2 separate regions of the Gossypium hirsutum genome follow, and region 2 is linked to region 1. A link is a contact called in public Hi-C data. All regions are on one chromosome and are shown on one strand. Each heading gives the region's core, a stretch centred on a gene start, on an enhancer-like site or on the middle of the called end of the contact. The rest is flanking DNA. Distances are from core to core; before and after follow the strand shown.

Region 1 (5,460 bases), core at 1,306-3,805:
ATGGCACGGGCTTTTGGAGACTTTTGCGTCAAGGATTTTGGTCTGATCTCCGTGCCCGAAATTTCTTATAGATGCCTATCGGAGGAGGATGAATTTATTGTCTTGGCAACAGACGGGATAAAGGAGCCAACATGGATTCTTATTAAAAATACTGACATTTGATCCCTTTTCTCAATATCTAAGGTTTGCTTCAATATCTTGCAGATTTGGGATGTTCTTTCAAACAAAGAAATGATAGATATTATAGCATCTGCCCCAGCTTGTTCGTCTGCTGCTCGAACCTTGGTTCAAACAGCAGTTCAAGCATGGAGATACAAATATCCGACTTCAAAAGTTGATGACTGTGCTGTTGTATGCCTCTTCCTTGATTCTAACTTAAGCAATTTATCTTATGCTTCCAATACCAAGGCAAAAGTGCAGCTAACTTCAATGGATCACATTAACAATGAGACTGAGAATGTCGATAGTCTCAATGTCTTAACCAGTCTCAACTGGTCTGGAACTGTGCGAACTGACAAAGAAGAAGATTCCTCGAAGTTTAAGCAGGAAGAAGTGAATTCAGAATTAGGGTTAGAATGGTCTGCCCTTGAAGGAGTATCTCGTGTCGATACACTTTTGAATCTGCCAAGGTTTGTTCCTGGAAAGGAGGATGAGAAGGCTTGGAAATGAGGTCTGGTCAGTACTTTTTTCGTCTTTTTAATTTTTTTCATTAAATTTTGCTTTGCTTCGCTTCTTTTATGTTGGTCTTTCTATAGAAGATTGATTGATGTTGAAAATTTTGGGTCGGAGAGGTGAGCCCGGTTGTATTAGTGAGTCCGGGAATTTGTCCTTATTCTCCAGTCTAGTGTGGGTAGAATTGGAATTTTCGTAAATCCAGTTCACCGTCTATTTTTGTTTCCTTAGTATATATTATTCTATATTTTTTTTCCCTTCTAATTTCATGTGTGGTTTGTTGGCAACCGTATGTGGATAATAAAATTTTCGACAGTGAAGCCTCTTTAGGTTTCAACTTGAAGGGCTTGAGCATGATTGTATTTCATCTAGTTATTTTATTTTATTTATTTATTTTGTGTTTGTTCAGATTTGGACCTTTAGCATTTCTGTGGATATTTATTATTTGCAACAACATATTTTGTTGCATCAAATTAATCTGTTGATGACTAGCTAATTCAACTTGAATATTTGATGGAAACTTAAGTGGATGCCTATCGTATTCGTATGCAAACCTTTTACCTATAACTTCGTCTCCGTTTCTATGCTTGACTTTATTGTTTAAAATTTCTACGACGAAACTAATCTTGGTAATATTTGTAATTTTGGAAAGGGATAATATAATTTTTTACCTTAACATTTAACAATTAGGTCCATTTTGGTATTTGTATTTTTTTTGTCTACTTTGGTCTTTCAAATTCACAACTAAATTTATTTTGACTTATGAATTTGAATTTTGTCAAGATTTCTGATGATGTGATTAGTGTTATTAGAGTAGGATTGGATGGATTGAGAATTCATCGATGTAATTGTCCAAACAAAGGAGTTCAACAAATTGACTTGAAAATTGTTAGAAATTGATAAAAATGGAAAATTAAGATAAAAATTGATAGTTGAACTGGTTTAATAATTTTATTTTTATTATTATTTAGATTTTTATGAATCCTTAATTAATTAATTATTTTTGTTGGTTGGTGTTCGAATTGATTAAATTAAGAATCAGTGGTCTGACTAGTTCAATCATCGGTTCAATTATTAAAATATTGAATACGACAATTTGAAATTATATTACGTTATCATATGAAAATTTATATAATTTTTTTAAACATGCAAGTGATGATTTGACGCAATCTCATAATATTACATCAACAAACTTTTGTATTTTTCAAGTTTAGAGATAAAAATAGATCTAGTTGTTAAGTTTAATTATCAAAGTGAATAAACAAAAGTACAAATACCAAAGTAATTTTTTTTTGACAAAACCAAAGTAAACTTTTTTTTTGACAAAATCAAAGTAAACTTAATTGTTAAGTTTAGGGTTAAAAATTATATTAATTTTTTTGAAGACTGTGATATAAAAAATTATTTGATACATTATCTATGAAGCTTTTTAATTCCACAAATATACTTAAAAAATTATCTTGCCTTATGTCTCATTCCTTTTATTTATTTATTTTAATATTTATTATACTCTATAATACACTTGCTATCGTCCAACCTTATTTATAAATTTAAAAATTCTATCAAGTGTCCAATATTGTTAAAAAAATATAAAAATATGCTAAAAGATAAGTTGAAAGCAAAAATATGGCAAAATTGCTTTCGAAAAACTATCTAGCCTCTTGGAAACATAAAACCTAACTGTAACTTGAACGGTTGATTACCACTCATCTATTTCCGATACCCTTGTTATTGTCTCTCGTCTCCCTCTCCCTTTTTGCAAAATAATGACCTAGGTTTGACTATTTTTGTCATTTTCCTAGGATGAGGTGGCTTGGATCTCCTCTTATGGATGTTCCACGCCTTTATTGGAGTCCATTGACTCTTTCTGCCGCAGCTTCATTTTTGGACAGTTGGCATAGTAACTATTATTTTTCTTGGGGCTATACCTCTTACAGCTTATGTTGGCTAGACCTCTTACCGATTCATTGTGTGTATAAAATGTTTCAATTTATGATCAGATTTTCTTATAGTTTAATGTCTTTACAACGAGATATTTTTGGTAAAGTACTCCAATTACTATTACCCTAGGGAGAGTTATCCAGAATTAGGTCTTTGCTTTGATTTTAATACTTTAATAAGGGGCAACAGAAAAAGATTGTATCCAAGTTATTCAAATTGAGAAATAAAAATTCGTATATCACTTGAAAAGAAAAAACTAAATAGATTTAGGAAAACAAGTAAAACAAAGAAAATAACTAAAATAAGAAATTTACAAATAAAGAATAATTATTTAAAATAATAAATAAACAATAGAATACAAAGTGAAAAATGGATCGAATAAACTGATGGATAGACGAATAAATGTTCAATTGAACCCTTTAAGATATAAACCTCAACAAACTCAATTAATGACTTTAATCAACCCTCCAAAAAATAATCTTTAGCAAATTGAAGATGAAGAATGAATTCTCATGACTCCTTAAAGAAAATCAAGAAGAACACTGCTTCTAAAAATCACAAGAAAGCAATCTTGCACAAAGGAACTAACTCTTAGAATTGAAAATTTTATTAATAAACAAAAACAATTGTGTATCTAATGAACAATGAAGAGTTCTTTATATAAGCTAGCTAAGAACATTCAAATAAAACACTTAGATATACTGAAACTCTAATTAATCTAAACAAGAAGTAGTTTTAAACTAAATTTTCTTGTTGACTAAGAAACATAAAACTCCTAAATAACTTAAAATACTTTTAAAAAATGAAAAATTTGAAATAAATAAATAATAAAATAATAAAACCTAATAAATACAATATTGGACTTATATATAATAAAAATCAAGCATAGAAATTGAACCCAATATGATTTAAACTCGAATTAAAAGCCTAAAACTTGTAATTTCTGTAATAATCCCGTCTAGAAATTTTGCTCCCACAATCTTCACTAAAATGAGCATAATTTGAGCTCTCGAACTCAAAATCAAGTTATTCAAAGTGCATTTTGAAGCTAAGAGATAGATATTTGAGCGCTATGAAGACATCTCAACCCAAAAATTCTTAGATCCCATCCAAAAAGTCATCTCTTGTCAATTCATTTTCTGAGCTTGAAAATTGGCACCTTCAGTGAATGGAATTTAATAAATTTCACCCAATCCATGCATGTATAATTCCCCCTTCATCGTAAAGATTCGTTAACTTATCTTTTTTTTGGTTGAATAAGAGAGAATCTTTATCATAGGTGGAACAAATTAATTGAGCTCCTTTCAAAAGACCAACAAACTCCTAAAAGAATGAAACAAGTCCAATAGATAAATTCAAGTTGAGGTTAGTGAAAACATAATGATTCCTATATTTTGGATAAGTTCTCTCTTTCTTTGCATCCTTTTTTTTCAATGTGAATTGAATTCTCTAATTTTACATCGTAGGAATTTTCACTTAGCAAAGTTGGACCATCAAATTGACTTTTATCGCTCAAGGTCTTTTTAGTCTCAGTCTTTTTACATGAATCATTCTCACTTCCCTTTAAACCTTGAAAAAAGTTTTAAACATTGAATTCATCAAAATAGGAATCTTTAGGAGGACAATAAAGGTCTAACTCATCAAAATTTCTAGACTTTAGGAAACAATTTGCACAATTAACTTTTTTTGGTTCGCAAAGTGCACTATCACTATCATCACAATTCCCACTATTACTATCAACTTCTTTGACATCATCTTTGAAACAAGGTTCAATGCTAGATATAGTATCAACAATAGACACAAAATCATATTTACCGTCTTCACAAATGGTTTCAGTCGAAGTTTCCTATTCATTTATATCATCATCGTTTATGATAGCAGTAGAAGAAGACTCAATAGGCTTTGTGTCATACTTACATACCTTGACTTGCAAGGATCGTATGAATCCTATCATTGAATCAAATATATAGAACATTGAATTTGTTAGACATTTAGAGTCTTTGTGATCCTTCGTATTACACCATATGCAGTTGTTAGCTCGTTCTCTTTACTTTGCTATAAGTTGTTTAAGCTCGCAAAATTAGCTATGTGTTTTGTGCCAATGTCTTTCTTGACAAGTCCATGAACAATAGAAGGTGGAACGACATTGGAAACAATAGAAGGTTGATTTTTTTTACAAATATGACATCTATGTCCCGCCTATTATTCTCCTCTTCCATACTATGTGTGCATACCATTATTAGAGGTTGAAATAAAAAATACTTAAACAAGAAAAGTTGGTCAAGGAAATTTAAACCTTACCATTATACACTTGCAATAAAAAATAAACAACTTTAGGAGGCAAAAAAAAGAAGTTAAGATTTTCTCCTTGCAGCTTTTAAAAAGTAATCAAACTCAATAATATTCAAAAGGGTGTTTGTAACACCCAATGCCTGATCCGATTGTTGGGTTCGATCTATAGGATGCTACTTTAGATACCAAAGTATCAATTATCAAATAAAAATTCAATTTATGATATTATACACATAGATGCAAGCAAGATAGGAATATAATGCAATATATAACTAATAATAGGACTTACATAGGCTTAAGAATGCTCTTATATCTGTTCACTTTCGAATTAAGGCCAAAATGTAAGGATTTTAAAATGTATTGATCAACGTTACGACTTCGTCATGTTCTTGCCATGACGTGGCCATCACAGTATATCACATGGTGACTACATACATATGTTTGTCACGATGTCACTCACTGTAATGGCGACGTTGCCCCTATTTTTGGCAAAATGCACATTTTGGTACTTATTTCATAACTTCTAACTACAACTATTCAATATGTACACCTAAA
Region 2 (5,192 bases), core at 717-3,216, 460 kb before region 1:
TTGAAGCAGATTTACAGTTCACTGCCATGTGCCCTTCTTCACCACAATTATAGCATGTTCCCCAACCACTATCTGGAGGATCAAAGTATCTCGCCCCCCGCTGATAGAATAAATAACAAAGAGATGCTGAAAACCAATCCACCAAAGGGAAATTTTCTTCTAAACCACAGTTCAAAGAACATATTTAAACTCACAAGAAGCTTCCGGAGTACAATATTGTCAGATTTGTCTACAGTATTTGAGTCAAGAGATTCAACAGTCTCTACATCGTTAGCCATAATAATCTCCTCAACTGTCTCAACCTTCTCTATCATCTCAGCTTTATTTCCATCCTCTGCAACTGTGACCTGGTGCAATAACAAAAGAGATTGCAAAATTAGATAAAAAGTTAGCCATATAACATGCTGCAAGATTGAATCCAGTACAACATTTATTCAACAACACACTCAATGAGAAAAAAAAACCAATACATAACCAGCTGTGACGAAAACCATAACAGAAATAAAAGCAATCTTGACAGTTAAAAGTCCAATTCTAACTATTTTTTGAAGCCAAGTCCAACATACCAGAGTTGCATTATTGGAATTATGAAGTACAACAAAAGTACGATTCCTTTCCTTCATTTTCCTAGCAGAAACTCTTTTTTATGCCCATAAATTACCCAGTGATAAGATTAATATCAGTACCCAAAGGCAAGATAGTCTCCCTGAAGGTAAGGTCACCCTCTTTACACTTCTTTCATTTCATCAAATTACTTGATATCTCCACTATCTATGAGATACTGAAATAAACATTGAAAGTGCATACTATAGCACTAACTAGGGCGCCCCTTGATTGCCTTATTCTTGCACACCCTAAAATGTGAATAACCACCACAAATTCGGGCATCAGTGCATTACCAAAGAACTGTAATCTATAGCAGGCATTCTATAAATAATAATAATAATAAAGACAGGGAAAAATCAAAAAAGAGGCCGGTTCCTGATAGAAGTTTGCAGGAAAAGAGAAAAGGTCAAGTTTTCTCGGTAAAGAAGACCTCCCATAACGAGCTTGGAGAAGGAGACAGAACAAAAACCAAGAACTTATTAACCCAACAAACAGAAAATATTTATTCAACAAGACTTATCCAACAATTCTTCAATAAATAGTTTGACCAAATAACTAAGCGGAACGAGCTGGAATTCAAATTATCATAGCAAACAAGCATAGAGGATCCCTCATTTGAAACAGTAATCGTAAATCCCAAAGCCTATCTATATTTACAACACTTCAAATCATATTAAAAGTTCCACAAATTTATGATTCTTTACTTGTATCATCTCATCAACTCTCTGTAGTAAAAAAATTACTTTTAAATAAATTTCAACTACATTATTTTTTTCTCCGAGCAGCACATTGGATCAAAACAATCATTTCTGAAGAAACAACAAAAACAGAATTTTAACCTTCTCAGTTTTCGTTTTCTTCTTTTTCCTTCTAACAATTTTCTTACTTTCCAAATCCAAATCTGCCTGTTCACGGCCACCACTGGTACCAGCTACATCAGATCCCCCGCGTGACGACGAAGCCAAACCCACCACAGAAACGACGCCTGGGTCATCGGAAACGCCGTGGCATCCTTCACTAAACCTCGTCGCTTTCACCAATAGTGCTTTCTCCACGATCTTCAAGCTTAGGTCTTCATTGGCTTCCTCGTCGTCACTAATGCTTAGTACCATCAATGGTTTCGAATCTAATGGTCCCGATTCGTTCTCTTCGATCTCAAATTTTGCTGATTTGGCCTTGCCCTTCTTCGCCATGAAGATCTTTTGTAGGGAATGCAATTTTCTTGATAATTAGGGTTTGCAGTTTTCTGCAACTGCAGGGAAATATCCTAAACGGTGCCACGAAAGCTAGGGTTTTTATTTTGTTTGACCTTTACTGTCATTGGATTTAGCGGTTGAAATTTGAAAAAGACAGTTGGGCCAGTTAGCCCCAAAAAATCCAGCATTTATGGGCTTTATATTTAAATTTTCTCCCAAACTGGTGTCATTAATTGCTTTATATTTAAATTTAGGCTTAACGACTCAGTTTGCTTTCCCACTTTAATATTTAAATTTTTTGTTTCAGATTGCTACTTACTTAAACTATTATTTCATTATTTGGTTGAATTCTTTTTAACAGCATTAATAAAACCAAGTACAATGTGATGTCCATCAAAATGTGCAAGTCGCACATCCAACCAGAATGTATTAGTTACAATTAATTTATTTAAAATAAAAGCATTAAAGGTAGGTTTGGATGAGTGATTCGGTGTGATGTGATGTGGTGCGTTTAACTTACTTTTTGTCTCACGCTACAATGTCGTTACAGTATCTAATCTCACTGCTACTGTTATTTTTACATTAACTGCAAGTAAACACACTGCTCATCAAAACACACTCTAAATTTAAATTTAAAAATTATATTATTAAATATTAACAAAATCTTTGACTTCGATAAACCATTACTTGCATTGACCACTGTTAATCGACATTGACCAGTCGTTGATTGTTGTTGAAAGTCTACATGGCTCTATTAGAATGTGTCACTTGCCCTTTATATTTAATTTTTTTCCCGAACTAATGTCATTAATTGCTTTAGATTTAATTTTAGGCTTAACGACGTCTTACTTTCTCATTTTAGTACCTAAATTTTTTGCTTCAGATCTATACTTAAACTATCATTCCATTATCTAGTTCAATTTTTCTAATAGCATTAAAAAAATTAGTTACCATTTGGTGTCAAGCAAAATGTGTCACATGACAATTAGTTTATTTAAAATAAAAACACTAAATTTAAATTAAAAAATTAAAAAATTATATTATTAAGTATTTAAATATTTAAATATTAAAAAAACTTTTGACTTTGATAAACCATTAACTTGCGTTGACTACTGTTAATTGACATTGACCATCTGTTAACTATCGTTGACAGTCTACATGACTCTATTAGAATGTGTCACGTGCCCTTTTTGTTTTTTAATATTACATATATAAAATAAATTTTTATTTTATTTTTAAAAATTATTAAAATATTATATTTTTAATATTATTAAAAAATATATTTAATTATTTATATTTAATCATATAATAATTATTAATATAATTTATTATTTTAATAAATTATTTAATATTTCAATTTTATGGGTTACTTAAACATACTAAATATATGTAATTACAAGTGATTGTATTCAAATCCAATTAATGAGTGGTTTTTCAAACACGTTCTAAAGAATAATGTTTGTTTCCAGTACCATTCGTTTTATTTTATTAATATAATTTTATAATTATTAAATTATTTTAAAATTAATTTTTAACACCAACCCAACGCTTTTTATTGTAGTTTAAATTACAATTGAATTTTAATTTACATATTAAATAAATAACTTTGGACCTAAATTGTGACTTTTGTTGGGTGTTTATCGTTTCTAGTAATAGATCTAAAAAAAATTAAATGAATAATATCATCTTGCCAACAAAATTTTATCTATTAAAATAAAAATTTTCACCCTAAAGTGTTAATATAATCATTTGGGTAAAATAATTTATGTAAAAAGTAATAAAATAAAAATGGTATTTCAGAAATCTTAATTTCCATTCTCTAACTTTTCCTTCAAATTGGGGTAAATAAAAATTAAGTAATTCAAGGGAAGCAAAAATACTCAACTCCCTTTACTTTTTCCTTACCTAAATAAAGGTTTAATGCTGAATTCAGCCCCAAACAGTGCATATTTTCTTACTTTAGTATCTAAATTTTTTTTATTGTTCTATTACTCAAATTGGCCCACAACATTATAAAAAAATTCAAACTGTTAGGTGGCATTATTAGAACACGCCACATCAGCCTTCTTTTTATTTTTAATATTATATATATTATATGGATTAAAAATGTAAAAGAAATCATATATAATATATAAATAATTTAAAAAGTTTAAAAATATTTTTTATAAAATTATAAAATATATAAATTTTAAAAAGTCAAAATAGTATATAAAAATAAAATAAAGTAATTTAAATTTTAGAAATTTGCAAAATAAAACTTAAATTTTCAAAAATGTATATTCTAGAAAAAATTTCATAAATTTAATTTTTTTTTCAAAAACTCTAAAAATAGACAAAGTTTAACTTTTTTTTTTAAGAAAAGAGAAATTGGAATTGTTTATCAATAAAAATTGAAAATTTTTAAAATATATATTTAAAAATTTTCAATAATTAAAAAATAAAAAAAAACATTATTTTTAGAAAATTTATATTTATGAAAAATATTTAAAAAATTCTGTCAACATGTTTAACAGTCGTCAATGGTCAATAAAGTCAAAGATTTTTTAATATTTAAATTTTTATTTTTTTATTTTTTAATTTAAACTTAATATTTTTATTTTATATAAACTTAATTATCACGTGACACATTCTGATTGGTTGGATGTGCCACATGACATATTCTAATTGACACCACATGTAAATTAGTTTATTTAATGCTGTTACAAAAAAATAAATTAAACTGGGTGACAGAACTATAATTTAAGTACCAATTTAAGATAAAAAAAATTTAAATACCAAAACAGAAAAAACAAGCAAATTGAGAATTAAGCGTTAAATAAAATATGTTATACAAACAAGGAAAATGGTATTACTTTCCCTTAATTCATGTTATTTCAGTGCAATATAAACATAGGATTAGGGTAAATTACACTTGACGAGTCAATCAAATTAGTCAATTTATTATTAAATTGATCAATTCAGTCATTGTACTCTTAAAAAAAGATCAAATAAGACCAAATTGGAATAGAGTAACATTTATTATTTAAAAATATCATTTACTATTTAACAAAGATAATATTTTTAAACTTTTTATAGTTCAATAAATAAAATTTTTTGTTGGGAATTAAACTGTAATTTAGAAAAAAAAATATAATTTTCAAGATATTTTTTATACAATAAATATTAACTATGCTACAATTGAACTTATTTGATTCTTTTTAATGGTATAAAAACTAAATTGATCCATTTAATAATAAAATGAATAATTGGATCCAGTCCCTATAATATAAGTACTTCCCAAATACTTTTTAACATAGGAGTGGTGATCCAAATCCATTGTCATGTAAGATTGTGCTTATTTAACTGAAATGATTTCTAAGAATTATATTGATTTTTATTTTGAAAAATTTG

The links. Hi-C and Micro-C count contacts between places; a contact is called where the count stands out from the background.
Region 2: a Hi-C map of leaf shows a contact between it and region 1, with 2.7 times the contacts expected there. The contact joins the promoter of LOC107894978 here to the enhancer-like site in region 1. A contact is called at or near these places in 2 of 34 Hi-C or Micro-C datasets (both in leaf).

What each region holds. Positions count from the first base shown.
Region 1 is chrA13:49,132,841-49,138,300 of Gossypium_hirsutum_v2.1, reverse strand. It overlaps the pseudogene LOC107922434. Among protein-coding and RNA genes, the nearest start is that of LOC107922580, 14 kb to the left of the region's middle. Within about 2 kb of position 2,555, at least 2 of the 9 cell types and tissues checked have an H3K27ac peak or open chromatin away from gene starts, as enhancers often do. A contact at or near this core is called in leaf, where this site is marked.
Region 2 is chrA13:49,595,441-49,600,632 of Gossypium_hirsutum_v2.1, reverse strand. LOC107894978 (zinc finger CCHC domain-containing protein 7) reads right to left here and starts at 1,966. Exons shown (of 7, transcript XM_016820133.2): 1 at 1,446-1,966; 2 at 195-347; 3 at 1-100. The coding sequence starts at 1,799.